2 separate regions of the Bactrocera dorsalis genome follow, and region 2 is linked to region 1. A link is a contact called in public Hi-C data. All regions are on one chromosome and are shown on one strand. Each heading gives the region's core, a stretch centred on a gene start, on an enhancer-like site or on the middle of the called end of the contact. The rest is flanking DNA. Distances are from core to core; before and after follow the strand shown. Region 1 overlaps LOC105222216. Region 2 has its middle 8.8 kb from the start of LOC105222216.

What was found. A called contact is a pair of places that touch in the nucleus more often than the background predicts.
Region 2: a contact with region 1 is called in a Hi-C map of whole body, with 6 times the contacts expected there. The contact joins two enhancer-like sites. A contact is called at or near these places in 2 of 2 Hi-C or Micro-C datasets (both in whole body).

The regions. Positions count from the first base shown.
Region 1 is chr4:37,450,731-37,457,936 of ASM2337382v1, reverse strand. All of the region lies in intron 1 of LOC105222216, which reads left to right. Among protein-coding and RNA genes, the nearest start is that of LOC125778367, 92 kb to the left of the region's middle. Within about 2 kb of position 2,921, the one cell type or tissue checked has open chromatin away from gene starts, as enhancers often do.
Region 2 is chr4:37,575,749-37,582,954 of ASM2337382v1, reverse strand. No RefSeq gene overlaps it. Among protein-coding and RNA genes, the nearest start is that of LOC105222216, 8.8 kb to the right of the region's middle. Within about 2 kb of position 3,789, the one cell type or tissue checked has open chromatin away from gene starts, as enhancers often do.

The DNA of each region.
Region 1 (7,206 bases), core at 1,672-4,171:
TCTTTTCGCACATCAGTTTCGCTTTCCGTCATTTCACTTATTCGCCATTCTGCTGTCTTCCAAGTGCATGCAAATTGTTGCTGCCAAATGTGTAAACATTAAATGTGTTTGTGTATATATATATGTGTGTGTGCTTGTCTCTTGCATGATGTTTTTTGCAAGAACAGAGCAACAAATACAGCAAGTCCCCAGCATTGCAATCAGCAGCTGCACATTCCAAAGTGCATTTTCGAATTTTCGAACATACAATACCGTTGCGCTCTTTTCGCTCTTGAGCGCACGCTCTCTTAACTTCGAATATTCGTAGTTGTGTACGAATTGGTTTGCTCTTTCTGGTATAACAGTTAGCTGGCATAAACATCTGTCCGGTGACGCCTTCACTTTTGTATGTAAATATGTATTGCCAACATATGGTGGTAATTTAGTTGTTGCTTCTTTGTTGTTGTGTTTAGAATTTGTTCATAAATGTAAATGTGTTTGCTGTTGGAGGGTACAGAGCTAGGGCTGCGCATAAGAAAAAGCCTTTGTGATCAGTCAAACTCAGTAGTTACTACTACTGTGCAGTCAAATCCCTTTGAACTCCTTGAAATCCTTGAAATCAAGTAAGCCAAAGTTTTGCTGATAATTAAATGGCTTTTAAACAAGGTTTGTTACAGATTCATAACTTGGTTTTGTTTAAGAAAGGAAGCTTTTTTTTTGTGAATTTGATCAATTCTTGTGTAGGTCTCGTTATTCCAATATTTTCATTAGAGGCATGTGCTTAAAGACTTGTCAGGCCTATACATAGTACATCAATTATAGAACCTTGTGGATGAACAGAAGTCGAATTTAGTCGAATCTCCCGCAAAACTAATATCTGCGACTGTGTAAATTGTCTTTGAGCAATCCCAAAAGCTCCATCGGTAGTTATCATTAGTTTAAATACATAACTTTAACTTTGGGCTGGCGCAAACTACGATATGATCCGTTTCGATGCTCCCTACTTTTTTTAAGACAGAACATTGACAGAACATTCTTTGACATTTATTTTATGAAGATTATTTCTTTCAAATGTTGACCGCAGTTACGTCGCGGATGGTTCATCCGTTGAGTCCAATTTTCGATGACTTGTTGAAACCAACTGTCGTCGAGATCATGAGCTTCAATGTCATTCAGCAAGTAATCATTTATCATGGCGCGATAACGGCGGCCATTGACAGTTCCGTTCTTTTCTCAATTTTTAAGAAATATGGACCGGTGATTCCCCCGGCCTAGAAACCACACCAAAACGTTGATTTTTCTGGATGAAATGGCAGCTCTTAATTCTTTTCAGGTTGCTCCAAAAATGCTGCAATGTTTTTTCGGGATGCCGGAGTATCAAAACGCTTTAGCTCTTCCACCAGACCTTTTCAAAGGATTAGCGGTCCTCCTCTGCTTCCACCGGCAGGTACTGAATCCAAAACCTCCAAAGCTAAGATTTGCAGAGTGTGGTATTTGTTCGTCCGGAGAGGACTTTACTTTTCATTTGGCTACTCAGTCCAAAGTAGCACCTGTTGGCAAGAGTGATAGTGATGGTGGTTTTCAATTTTATCTGCTTTTTTTGCAATGTTCGGCAAAAATCTGCCGCTGATGTCTCTCCGAAGGCAACGATGACTTGGATGGACTAGTAACAGTATGCCCCTGTTACAGTTGGGTTATATCTAGCTTAACTCAGATTTTTATGTTGGGTGTTCGTTGCACTTCAATAGCAGAGCATTCAAATAAGAAGTTTTACTATCTTTGGGTTCCAAAAAGGGTGGCTAAGGTGTCATGCGACCTGCGAAGATCAGCTTGATCACTTACCATTCTAAAGTAGCACCTGTTAACAAGAGTGATTCTGCGTTGGATTTCAAGGCTCTCTCATAATTGGTTGAATATATTTTTAAATGAAGGTCCAGTTACAGAACTTTTCAGAGAATATTCTATGTTATTATAGAAACTCAAGAATTATATGGATTTAGTTCAACTAAAAAGTACTCCACCTTTAGGGCTTTCGATCAACAGGTCTTTCGAAAAAAAATTACTTACTCTCAAGAGGCTCTTTGCAGAATCAGTGGAACTATTTTCCCTATAGTAAAGTAAAAAAGGTCAAAATATAAATCACATTAGATTAGGCCAGTAAGGTGTTTCGTTACTTGAGGAGATATGATAATGAAAATCAAATATTTTTTGAGTTACTTCTAACCTCAGAAGGCACAAAAAGGGCACTAAAAAATTCTTTACTAGAAACTATAGTTTGCCCAATGATCTGTGATTGAAAAATTCACAAAATAGCTTTTTTAAAAAAGATTGAATTTTTTCAAAATGGCAAAATTCAATTTTTAATGAGAAAAAATCGGAAAAAGTTGTATTGTCTTAGAATCATTTGTCTCCGAGTAACTGGAAAAATGTAGTTTTCAGAAAAGCATGTTTAAAGAAAAACTGATCTAGAGCTCTCTCTATATCTACATATATACTACATTTCAGAAGACTTTAACTCAAAAACACTTTGAACCATCGATTTTAAGTTTTAGTATATTAATTTAAAGGTATAAAATCAATTTTAATTTTTTTTTTTGAAATGACACAATATGTGTTCCCTTCTAAGTTATTCTCTCCATTCTAATAACATTATATTGGTGTTATTGTTGTATTACATAACTATGATATATTTTAAAAATTTCGTACTATTATTATTTACTTTTACTTATAAGACCTTTTCTCTTCACCGCCACTGTATAAAACTTAAGAGCGCACATTTGACTCTACTTAAAAAGTAAGAGCAGCAAATAATTCATATCTAACCAACAACAAAACTGCAATTTCGAAATTCGAACTTGAAAAGCATCAAAGAGCGCGCGGCAAACAAACGAGGAGAGAACCCACCACCAGCGCCGACACAACAGCAACGCAAAGCAACAGTGGAAACACAAAGCGAAATAGCCGAACAATCGAACAGTTTGAAGACATCAACTTCCCCAATAAGATGTTATAACGCGGATAAATGAAAACGTGTCGCAGTGCCAAGTAAATTGAAGAAGTTACCAAAAATTATTGAAAATTCCAAATTAAAAGAAAATAAAAATTCGAAAATATATTAAAGCAACTACTTAAACGCGCGGAAGTGAAAAATAAGTGAAACGAAGATTTAGTGAAGAATGCAAATAAAATTCGGCAAAATTGAAGAAACTACTTAAACTTGCAGTTAATTTGCAAAAATAAAAATAAAAGCACATTAGCGCAGTGAATAAAGCAAAAACAACAACCACAGTAGTGCAGTGCAGTGTTGTTGTGGAATTGTAAATTAGAAAAGGCAGTAAAGAAAAAGCGAGTGAGCACAAAGAATACTGCTTTGCTGATTGTCAGCCTGTTGCACATTGAATGCACACACGCATACATACATACATATATGTATATAGTTATATAGCAGTAGGCACTTAGCTATTTGCTTACCTAGAGTACAGTGGCGTGTTGCGAATCAGCAAAAGAGGAAGTGAAAAGTTGGAAAATAATTGTTTATGCTGTGAAAATAAAATAGTTTTTTTATGTGGAAAGTGTTGTTGTGCTAGAAGCAGCATAAAAATAGAAATAACAGCACAAAGTGAGTGGCTAAATATAAAAGCAAAAGAAGGTACACAAATACATACCGACATACATATCAAAGAACATACATATGTACATATGTATATATGTATGTAAGTGTTTCTAATTGTGTTTTCGAGTACAGTATTGTGAGTTTTGAAATAATTCTGAATATTAAAAGCGATAAAGCAACAAATGCTTCAATATTTTTGTGAGCAAAGAAGGGTTTCTAGCTGAAATCAAGTAAAAAATAATAGTAATAATTTGAAAAGTTAAACAGTGAACAAAAACAAAAAATAAAAAGAAATTCAAATTCTGTTAAAAATTATTTTTCAATCAAATAAAAAAAAAAAATCAAAAATTATTTTACATTAAAAACGCATGTGAAAACCAAAAGTGAGAATAAGAAAAAATTTAAAAAATTATAAAAGCGCTTATAATGAATTTTTTTCAAAAAAAAAATAGTATGACCTCTGACCTTTCAAGTATTTTGAAAAGTATGTTCTATAATTAAAAAAACGCCCAAAATTCCGAAATTGTGCTAATTACAACAATTACAACAACAAATAGTGCTTGCGCGTCTATTAACACAAAAAGAATAGACACATAATTTTTGAAAAATTCGAAAAAAACACACATCATTAAAATTCTGTCAACTGTGCGCCAACTTCGTTGCAGGAGTCGCCATCAAAGTTGTCCCAACGAAAAATTCCCCAAAACCCAGACGTGCCCAGAAATACTAATTCTCTCAGCGCAACTAACCAGCTGTGGCAGGGCGACGCCGACAAACCGAAAAAGTGAAACAAAAACAAAAAGAAAAAAAATCCAAAGTCAAACTTGTCTGCAACTTTGCGTCTAAATCAACTAAATCAACCGCACAGGCAACTAAAAAGCCATAAGAAGCGAAAAGCGCAAGCAGCCACGAAGAAAATTCTTCAGCCAAATATTCAATACAACAACAACGACGACAAAACTGTCAGAAAGCCGAAAAGGCCAAAAGCGGACAGCGGACACTGGCTGGCAGGGAGGCCACAGGCACACAGCAAGTTCATTGCATTCATTGATGACTTTTTCCTGGAAATAAACCTGCAACCAAGCACAACAACAACAAAAGAAACTAAAAAATTAAAAAAATAAGAGTCGCGAAGGCAAGCCACAAGCATATTGTTGGCGCAGCAAGAATCGTGAATAGCTGTGAAATGCAGTGACCAAATTCAGTGAAGAAGAAGAAGGTGTTTGTATGCTAAACCAAAAGTAGCCCCAAGTATACAACAACGTGTAAAGATTAAATAAAAGTAGTCGAAAAGTGAAGTGCCATAAAATCAAGCAAATAAAAGTAAATAATAATAAATAAAAAAAAATCAAGTTGTGAACCCAAAAGTATTGCGCAAATAGCGCCAGCGCCAAAAAGAAAGCAAAAAACGCGCCATAGAGCACCCGAGCAAACAGATAATTGACCAAAGTGCGAGCGCCAAGTGCAACTACAACAAAAAAACAGCAGCAAGCCGCTTGTGTCAACGCACGACGTCCAGTCAGATTATTGAAAGAAGTGAAAAAAAAGTTTCTGATATAAAAAGGCAACGCTGCCTACTTGCGGCTAAAGGCAAACATTTCGAGTTTTTCGCCGTTTATTTTTGATGGTCACCTCCGCGCCGCCACTTAATGCCAACAGAACAGCGCCCAATGCTTGTTTGATAAATATTAACATTTATTTTTCGTAGGTATGTACCCACAACAACCAAACAAATATACATATATGTATGTATGTGTATCTAGCGCCCTGCTTGTGTACGCACCTTTTTGGCTATTTACACCTTGTACGAGACTTCTAACAGCCGTCTGACAGCTGGTTAGAGCCATTCATGTGTTTGTATGTGCTTGCTGTTTCATTGAGTATTGTGAAAGTAATATGGTAGATGGTTGATAAGGATTGGTGGTGCTGAGGGTAGTCAATGGCAAGTTTAACAGTCAAAAATTAATTTTTCATCGAATTCATAATTAATTTCATATTTGGCGGCTTAAAGACTTGAGTAAAAGCTTGCCATTCTGACTAACCCTTTCTTTATTTCTTTTTCTTTGTTTTTTATACTCTCGCAACAAAGTTGCTAAAGAGAGTATTATAGTTTTGTTCACATAACGGTTGTTTGTAAGTCCTAAAACTAAAAGAGTTAGATATAGGGTTATATATACCAAAGTGATCAGGGTGACGAGTAGAGTTGAAATCCGGATGTCTGTCTGTCCGTCCGTCCGTCTGTCCGTCCGTCCGTCCGTCCGTCTGTCCGTCCGTCCGTCCGTCCGTGCAAGCTGTAACTTGAGTAAAAATTGAGATATTATGATGAAACTTGGTACACGTATTTCTTGGCTCCATAAGAAGGTTAAGTTCGAAGATGGGCAAAATCGGTCCACTGCCACGCCCACAAAATGGCGGAAACCGAAAACCTATAAAGTGTCATAACTAAGCCATAAATAAAGATATTAAAATGAAATTTGGCACAAAGGATCACATTAGGGAGGGGCATATTTGGACGTAATTTTTTTGGAAAAGTGGGCGTGGCCCCGCCCCCTACTAAGTTTTTTGTACATATCTCGGAAACTACTATAGCTATGTCAACCAAACTCTATAGAGCCGTTTCCTTCAGGCATTTCCATATACAGTTCAAAAATGGAAGAAATCGGATAATAACCACGCCCACCTCCCATACAAAGGTTATGTTGAAAATCACTAAAAGTGCGTTAACCGACTAACAAAAAACGTCAGAAACACAAAATTTTACAGAAGAAATGGCAGAAGGAAGCTGCACCCAGGCTTTTTTGCAAAAATTGAAAATGGGCGTGGCGTCGCCCACTTATGAACCAAAAACCATATCTCAGGAACTACTCAACCGATATCAATGAAATTCGGTATATAATAGTCTCTTTACATATATATGACATATACGAAATATGGGGGAAATCGGTTCACAACCAAGCTTTTTTCCAATGTAACGCTATTTTGAATTCCATCTGATGCCTTCTCTGTATATGTATACAATAGGAACCAAAATAAAAAAAAATATGTAAATGACGGATAATGAAATCTCGATTATCACTTTATCATGCGAGAGTATAAAATGTTCGGTGACACCCGAACTTAGCGCTTCCTTACTTGTTCTTTTTAATAATTAATGTTGGAAAGTTTTTAAATTTTATCGGTTACTTACAGGTTACCGACCTTTCAAAATGTAAATTATCGGTCTACTAAAATGTAAATCGAAATATATAAGTACAGGCTTACATATATTTACAATATAACTGTGATAAACTTAACAATTTCTGTAATCATTTTGCAATATCAGATTATCAAAAACAAAAACTAAAAATTTCTAAAATATGAAGCTGATAATGCACAGTGTTTTCGTTTGATAAAGCAAACCCACAACAAGCAGCGCCTCAAGTTGGTATAAGAACAATGTATAAACGCATACTTGGCACCAGCAAACGTCACTACATATTGACGTCAATCTAAAAATTCAAAGAAAAAAGAAAGCAAAATCCAACGAATAAAGATTTTTATCGAAGTTTTAAGTGGCAAAGTGTAGCCAAACTCTATCGTCTTATAAATAAAATGTGAACCATTCCGAGTTCCAT
Region 2 (7,206 bases), core at 2,540-5,039, 120 kb before region 1:
TATATAAGTATTTACGAAGTGATATGTATGTATGTGCTGGCTTGTATTTCCAACTCCTTCAGCATCAAACAATGAACTGCGCTTTGTTTGGAGTTAGAGATACTCGTCACACAAAACACGAGGTTCAGCAACAAGGCATACTTATATAAAACAACCAAAGAATAACTCACCTACAATGGTGTCTAAAGAAAAGTGGTTAAAGAGCAACAAGAATAAAATTTTCTCAAGAGTAACGAAGCTTGCAAGGGAACAGTGGTTCAAAGTGCGGGTAACGCGGAAATTATTTGAAGACAACAAGATTTAAAAAAAAATCACTTTAAAAAAGGGGCACAAATTTTTCTCTCATTCCCATTCTCTCTCTCTCTCTTACTCAAATATAGAATATTTCTTCATAATGCAGAAGAAGATCATCTGAATTCCTCATTAAAGAACATAGGAGATCCATTATTCATGAATATAGTATTGTTGGCTAGTTTATAACAAGATTTTCATAAATAATTCTGCGTAAAAATGATTATTCTCTCCCGATAGTATAGTTAAGATCATGCCCTCCATGATGAAACATACCCAAGTGGGTTGAGGCTGATTGACTTCGCCGGGGGCCGATATATGGTTATCTGTAGTACTAGATTCCAGCATAGAAAATTCATCATTCAACCTGGCTGTCTCCGGATCGCAAAGCCACCAACCAAATCGATGTAAAGACGGAAGACACGTCTCCAGTGTTTTAGACATGCTTACGCATCAAGGTGGGTCTAGATCTAGAAGCTGAAATCACAACAGACAACGATTTTCTACTCGACTTGGACTCTTGTTTTCTGAGAGCACTCGTCAACAACTCGGTATAAGGGAACTGTGAGGCCGCATTTCAAGCTTCTATGGTGAAACCGAAAACGAATCTATGGATTTTCGGACAAGGCAAAAGGACAGCTCGTATGATGAGGAGTGCCGTGTCACAGTGGAGAGGAAACAGATTGCCTACCTGGCCAAATTACTATGGACCACAAGAGAATTGAAGAGGGAAGCGAGACATATTTGCAAAAAAGAGAAAGGTCGAAATGCGTGAGTACGAAGAGCTTGACAAGCTCGCCGACAGGAGTAATGCTTGATAATTCTACAAAAATATACGGCGATTAACAGAAGGTTTCAAGACCGGCAAATACTCTTGTAGAACCCCCCGAGTTGATCTAGTGACTGATGCCCAGAGCATAATGAAATTATGGAGGGAACACTACTCCAACCAGCTTAAAACCCGTAAGGTAATGGCAAATTTTTACTTCAGAAATATGGATACAAGCAGATAAAAAGAGCTCTTCATAAAAGTGTAATAGAATTTGTAATAAATATTAAAATACTTATAGAATATCATATAAGATCGAGGCAATAAATTACATCAATCGAAGGAGTCCAATTCGATGACTTTGAAAAGTAAATAGTGCTAAATTTTAAAGCTATTCTCTGATATCTTTAAAGCTTTAATTACACAGAAACATGTTCAAGTGAAGTATGATGCAATACTTATGGGCCGGCTCATGATTTTCGGATATTGGAGCTAGACCCGTAGTCACAACGAGCATAAAACTCGATCTTGTTGATGAACTTGGGTTGAAACGGCAATGTGACCGAGAAAAAGAGATCCATGAGGAATCAGACAAAAAGTTTACATTTCCCCGTAGAGAAAACTGAATCAATAATAATGTGATTGGCAGTCTAAATTTATATGTATATTCAACGACCGATCAAAGAGTGAAATAGGAATATGAGCGGGCTTCTTCTGTAGAAATCTATACGTAGAAGGTAGCTTTAAACTATACTACCTACAATTCAGTCTTTAAGGCGGAAACTGTTGGTTTTGAAGACTGTAAACAAAGGCTCCATGTGGGCTCCTGCTCTAACCAGAAAGTTTATAAACCATCTATTGAATAGCCAAGCGACAATTAGTGCGATCCGAAGCGCCAATACTAATACTTGATGTGTTACGCATGCAGACAATAAGTGGGCTCAAAGTAGATTACTCAGTTAATATCATCTGAGTACGCAGCCATACAAAGTACGACCCAGTCTTATAAGGTATGACTTTAAAATTCCACATAAGAAAAATTTTCGCTTTAACCACCAAGTCTTGTGGAGTTCCGATCTGTAATTAAACCGATCCGCTCCACCAAGGCGAAGTTTCACTGCTTAATGTTGTGCAAAGAGGCAACACGAATGTTGGAACAGTCTGTTGGTGTCGCGAAACCAGTTTCCTTAAATGCCTAAGACCGTTTTGCCTCATTCCTTCCAAATTTGCTGAAAAAACGGAACACTTAAGTTCTGTAAACACCAACTTGGCGCGGTTTACAATGAAGGGTTAGACAATTTCTTCAGCAGATGTCCAGTGTTTTGTTAGTTGAAACAGTATATATCTTCAACAGCTTTCAATACTTAGTTGGGACTCACTTGGGAACACAATGAACTTAATGATTGCTCTAGAGCTATATACGTTTTGCAGACGTTGGGTCTTTCGATCTACCCTATCAACCAACCAATCAAGCAATTTGGACGACTTTCATATTTAGGAAACCTAGATCTTCTTTCAGTAAAGAAGAGGAAGAAGGTGTGAGAATTTCCAATAGTATAAAACCTTGTTATTCTTGTTGGTTCACAAATCTTATATACGAAGGGTTGGCGTGATATTTGGACGAAAAGCAAACTTCTATGGAAATTTCGTGGTATTTAATGCTGGAGATATGGACTTTACCGCAGACACTACCAAATTAAGCTCTCGACTTGCCTAGATACAAAAATGTGTCTCGTTGAAAAAAATTAGTTTTCGACGAAAGTTTACTCTAACAAACTTTGTTTTTAAGAAGTTTAAGAAATAGACTTTGAAATTCTCGGTCAGATCCGATCAGAGCAAAAAACGAAGACACTGTGCACTGTGCCCACCGCACTGTCACTCGTCGATTGCAGACAGTTCTTCAGCGCGCAATGCTTTTGATTTTTAGAGAAGCTGAAAAGCGAACAAAAAAAAAAACAATCAACAACAACAAAGTAAAAAATGCTCAAAAGCACCGGTTCGCTAGTTCATGAGAGAATTGGTGCGACTCGGTGTGCCGCCACGCGATGGAAGGTGGTGCAGTGCACCGCCACAGGAGAGCCAAACAACACAAAAACTCCTGAGCACCGCACATACATAGATATTTATGGCTGTATGTGTGTGTGTATGTGTGTAAGTGTCTAACAAATGGGCAGACAGAGCAGTGTGTGTTTGGTTTTGTTGTGCCGCATTGGAGCGCGTCAATGGAGTCGACGTCGCCGTCGTTGTCGTTGTCGTCGTCGTCAGCGATCGGCCAGTAAACAGTAAACACAAACAACGAATGAATGTACGCTTTTTGCCAACAATACAAAGTGAATGCTGCGGACGCGGCGCGGACGTACGGCTGCTCGCGTTTACTGGATTCAGTAGAATCGATCTTGTCGAGACGAGCAAATGTAACGAGCGGATATTAGCACTAACCAAACTGCCTAGGCATAGTGCATAGTGTGAATAGTGAATGTTTGAGGTGAAGCAATGAACTGACAAAACCCTTTCCAATTATTTGGGGTTGTCTTTGATTTCGATTAATGTGTGACTGGCGCATAAATAGCGATTTAAATTACAAAAGTGAGAAATTACGAATAAATTCAATTAAAGGGTATAGAATAAAGTGAGCTTACAAGTTAAGATATAAGAAAAGTGTCTAAAGTGAATCGCCAGTGTTATTTGTAAACAAAAGAAGAGCGCTCGTGCAGTCTTCCGTGTTCGGGCGCCGCATGTGGTGCGACATTTTCGCACTTGTAGACATTTGTGTGACTCGTGTGTGACAGACGAGCGACTCTTTTCTTGGTCGCTGTCTTCGTGCGTGTTTATCTTTTTTCACCTGTGCTGACTGTTTTGTGGTGTGGTTTTCTTACCTTTTTGTTTATTCAATGATGAGTTTTCCGTTTACGAGACGAAATATAGTTGTCTGTGTGGGTTCATACATATAAACTGCGAGTTGGTGTCTAGCGGAGAGTGCGTCGCAGGTGTGCAGGGTGGTAAATATTTCGCAGAAGACACATGTTTGTTGTGGTAGGCAATATTTTGCGATCTGTTTAGAATGGAATGCGTCAGTACGAATTCCTTTGATGCACGTAGAAATAATATTTTTTTCCGAGAATCTTTTCCCTCGTTTGTTGTGCAAATAAACAATAAATTTGCAATTTAGATAAATATAAAAATAAAAAATAAACAAAATTTGGAAAAAAATTATGTAATTATTTTATGGTACTAAATTTGGCTTTCGGTCAAGGCCATGTAATTAAAATACACACACAAATATTTTTTAATGTTTTCTCAAACTAAAAATTTTTATGTTTATACCCTCAACATGGTATGTACATATATTAAGTTTGTCAAGATATTCGTAACACCCAAAAGAAAACGGAGATCCTACAAAACCCTTGATTTTCACGCAAAATTTAAATTAAAGAGTCTTTCCATTTTTTGCCCATATCAATCATCAGCCATATTTATCATACGCAAACTAGTCTATATTTTTGAGATATCGCTCTGAAATTTTGTATATGTGCTTTTTTCACCAAAGAAATGGCAATTTGTCAGAACCGCCCACATCGGACAACTATATCATATAGCTGTCATACAAACTGAACGGTCCACATCAAGTTCCTGTAGGGAAAACATTTTCATTTTATGAGATATCTGCATGAAATTTTGCAGAGATTAAAGTCCAAGGCCTCGCTACATTCTCTGAAGAAATTACTCAGATCGAACCCCTATAGCATATTGCTGTCGTACAAACTGAACGATCCACATCAAGTTCCTGTAGGAAAAACTTTTTCATTTTAGGAGATATCTGCATGAAATTTTGCAGATACTTCAATCCAAAGCATCGCTATAATCTCCGAAAAATTTGCACAAATCGAACTACTAAATCATATAGCTGTCATACAAACTGAGCGATCTAACTTAAGTCCTTATATGGGAAACTCTTTCATATGACGAGATATTTGTATGAAATTTGGCACAAATTATAACCGTAAGTCTCCCTACAATAACTGAAAAAATTTCTCAGTTCGAACCACTATAGCATATAGTTGTCATACAAATTGACCGATTCAGTATAAGTCTTTGTATGGAAAACTTTTGTACTTGACAAGCTATCTACATGAAATTTGTCAAAGATTATAATCAAAAGCAACGCTACAAACTCCGAAAATATTGTTCAAATCTAACTACTATAGCATATAACTGCCATGTAAACTGAGCGATCCAACTCAAGTCTTGTATGGAAAACTTTTTTACTTTACAAATTTTGTTCACAAAATTTAACCTTTATGCTTTAAAAATATGCTTTAAAAAATATATCAGTGCAGGGTATTATAGTTTCGTTGCAACCAAAGTTAATATTTTTTCTTGTTTTATTTCACTTTCATTTCCATATACACTTTTGTTGTTGCACTAATTATTCCGCAATACAATTTCCTCTGCTTTATCAGCAGTGTGTTATTGAAAAATTGATAATGGAATGCGCAAAACGTAAAATTGACACAGTGCTCGACACAAAAACAGAATTTTTAATTGTAAAAGTTCGTTTGCATGAAAGCACTGGGCCATGTTACCACAGAGACAAGCCGACTGATAAGTAATGAAGAGAGGACAAAGCGAAAATTTGAAATGTAAAACAAAATTAAAATTTTACGACAAAAAATACAATATATACAATATATAAACATACCTAATGTATATATGTATGTACTTTGTATACACAGAATATATGTGATGGAAATATGGCATACAAAAATATAACAATTATTGATATGCATAATAAAATTATGAAATACTATGTGGGTCTACTTTCAAAATACACATCCGTACTTGAAGCATTTTGTTCTGTCAAATTGCGACAACTCAAATAATCAATTTTTCCTACATATCTAAACAAATTAGGTTACCTAACCGATCTCCGCGATAGGAATAACGGGTAAGGCACTAGCTCAGTTAACATGTTGATAATTCAGTGTATCCAAAACTTTCCAATATGGATCTAAATCTCCTTAATCCTCAGAAAACTCCTATCTTGGTATAAAAAATCTGTCAATAAGGCTGATTTCGACTTCAGGCAACACAACCTTACTTAAGCGAAAACTTTAGTGTTGAGTTGTTTAGTCGAAGAGACCGAAACCCATGTCGTCGTCATTCTTGGACTTCGACTCCTCTTTTTTGGCTTCTTCCTTCTTTTCGGCAGCAGCGCCAGCACCATCAGCTGATGAACTTCTTTATGGTCGCAGCTTCCTTGAAGTCCACCTCGGTGACAGCAGCAGTAGTCAACACATTCTTGAAACCATTGGCAACACTATGTGGTGGCGAAGCAATAGTTGGATAACCAATCTGTAACGATACGGCGGCCGAATTGGCAACACCAGTTTGGAATTTCCCACACAGATCTTCGGGCTTGATGTCCAAGATCTCAACCAGAGTCGTACACTTGCGTTATGGCCAAACCATACGAGAGAAGGTGACGCAATGTTTCTACTTTGCCTTTTTCTAGATTATTTTGAGAATTGACGATCATAAGTCATACATATGTATATATGTGTTTATTGGATAACATACTTTGAGAACTCTACAACTCGGTTAAGTTGAACTTACTGAATGCCAATAGTTCAATGGATCTTTTCGGACAAATATAATCGTTGTTCTGATCGGGCAGAATGCATGATGCAACATGATTCGTGTATCTATGTATACTATATGGTTTTTATGAAGTTCCAAATATTCTTTCTATACCAACTATACATTTTGCCTCCCTAGTTAACAAAATACCGAAGTTCTCTTTTTGAAACGGTCAATTCTTCGAGATTTGATGGTAATTTCTAATGGATTCTAGTTTATATTCACTCAAATACGTTCCTCGAAGCGCATTCTTTAGTTTCGAAAACAGAAACAAGTCACAGGGAGCCAAATCTGGCAATTATGGTGGCTGAGCGATGATTCTCATTTCATGTTTGACCAAAAAATTAGATACAACTTTGCTAGAATTTGACGGCGCAGTCAAGTATTTCGCCTCGAGTCTATTGTAGACACGCTTCATACCCAAAACATTAACCGAAATGTGTTGAGTTTATACCTAATATATGGTGAGATCCTCTGATATCTCTCTGGTGTCAACACGACGATTTTCA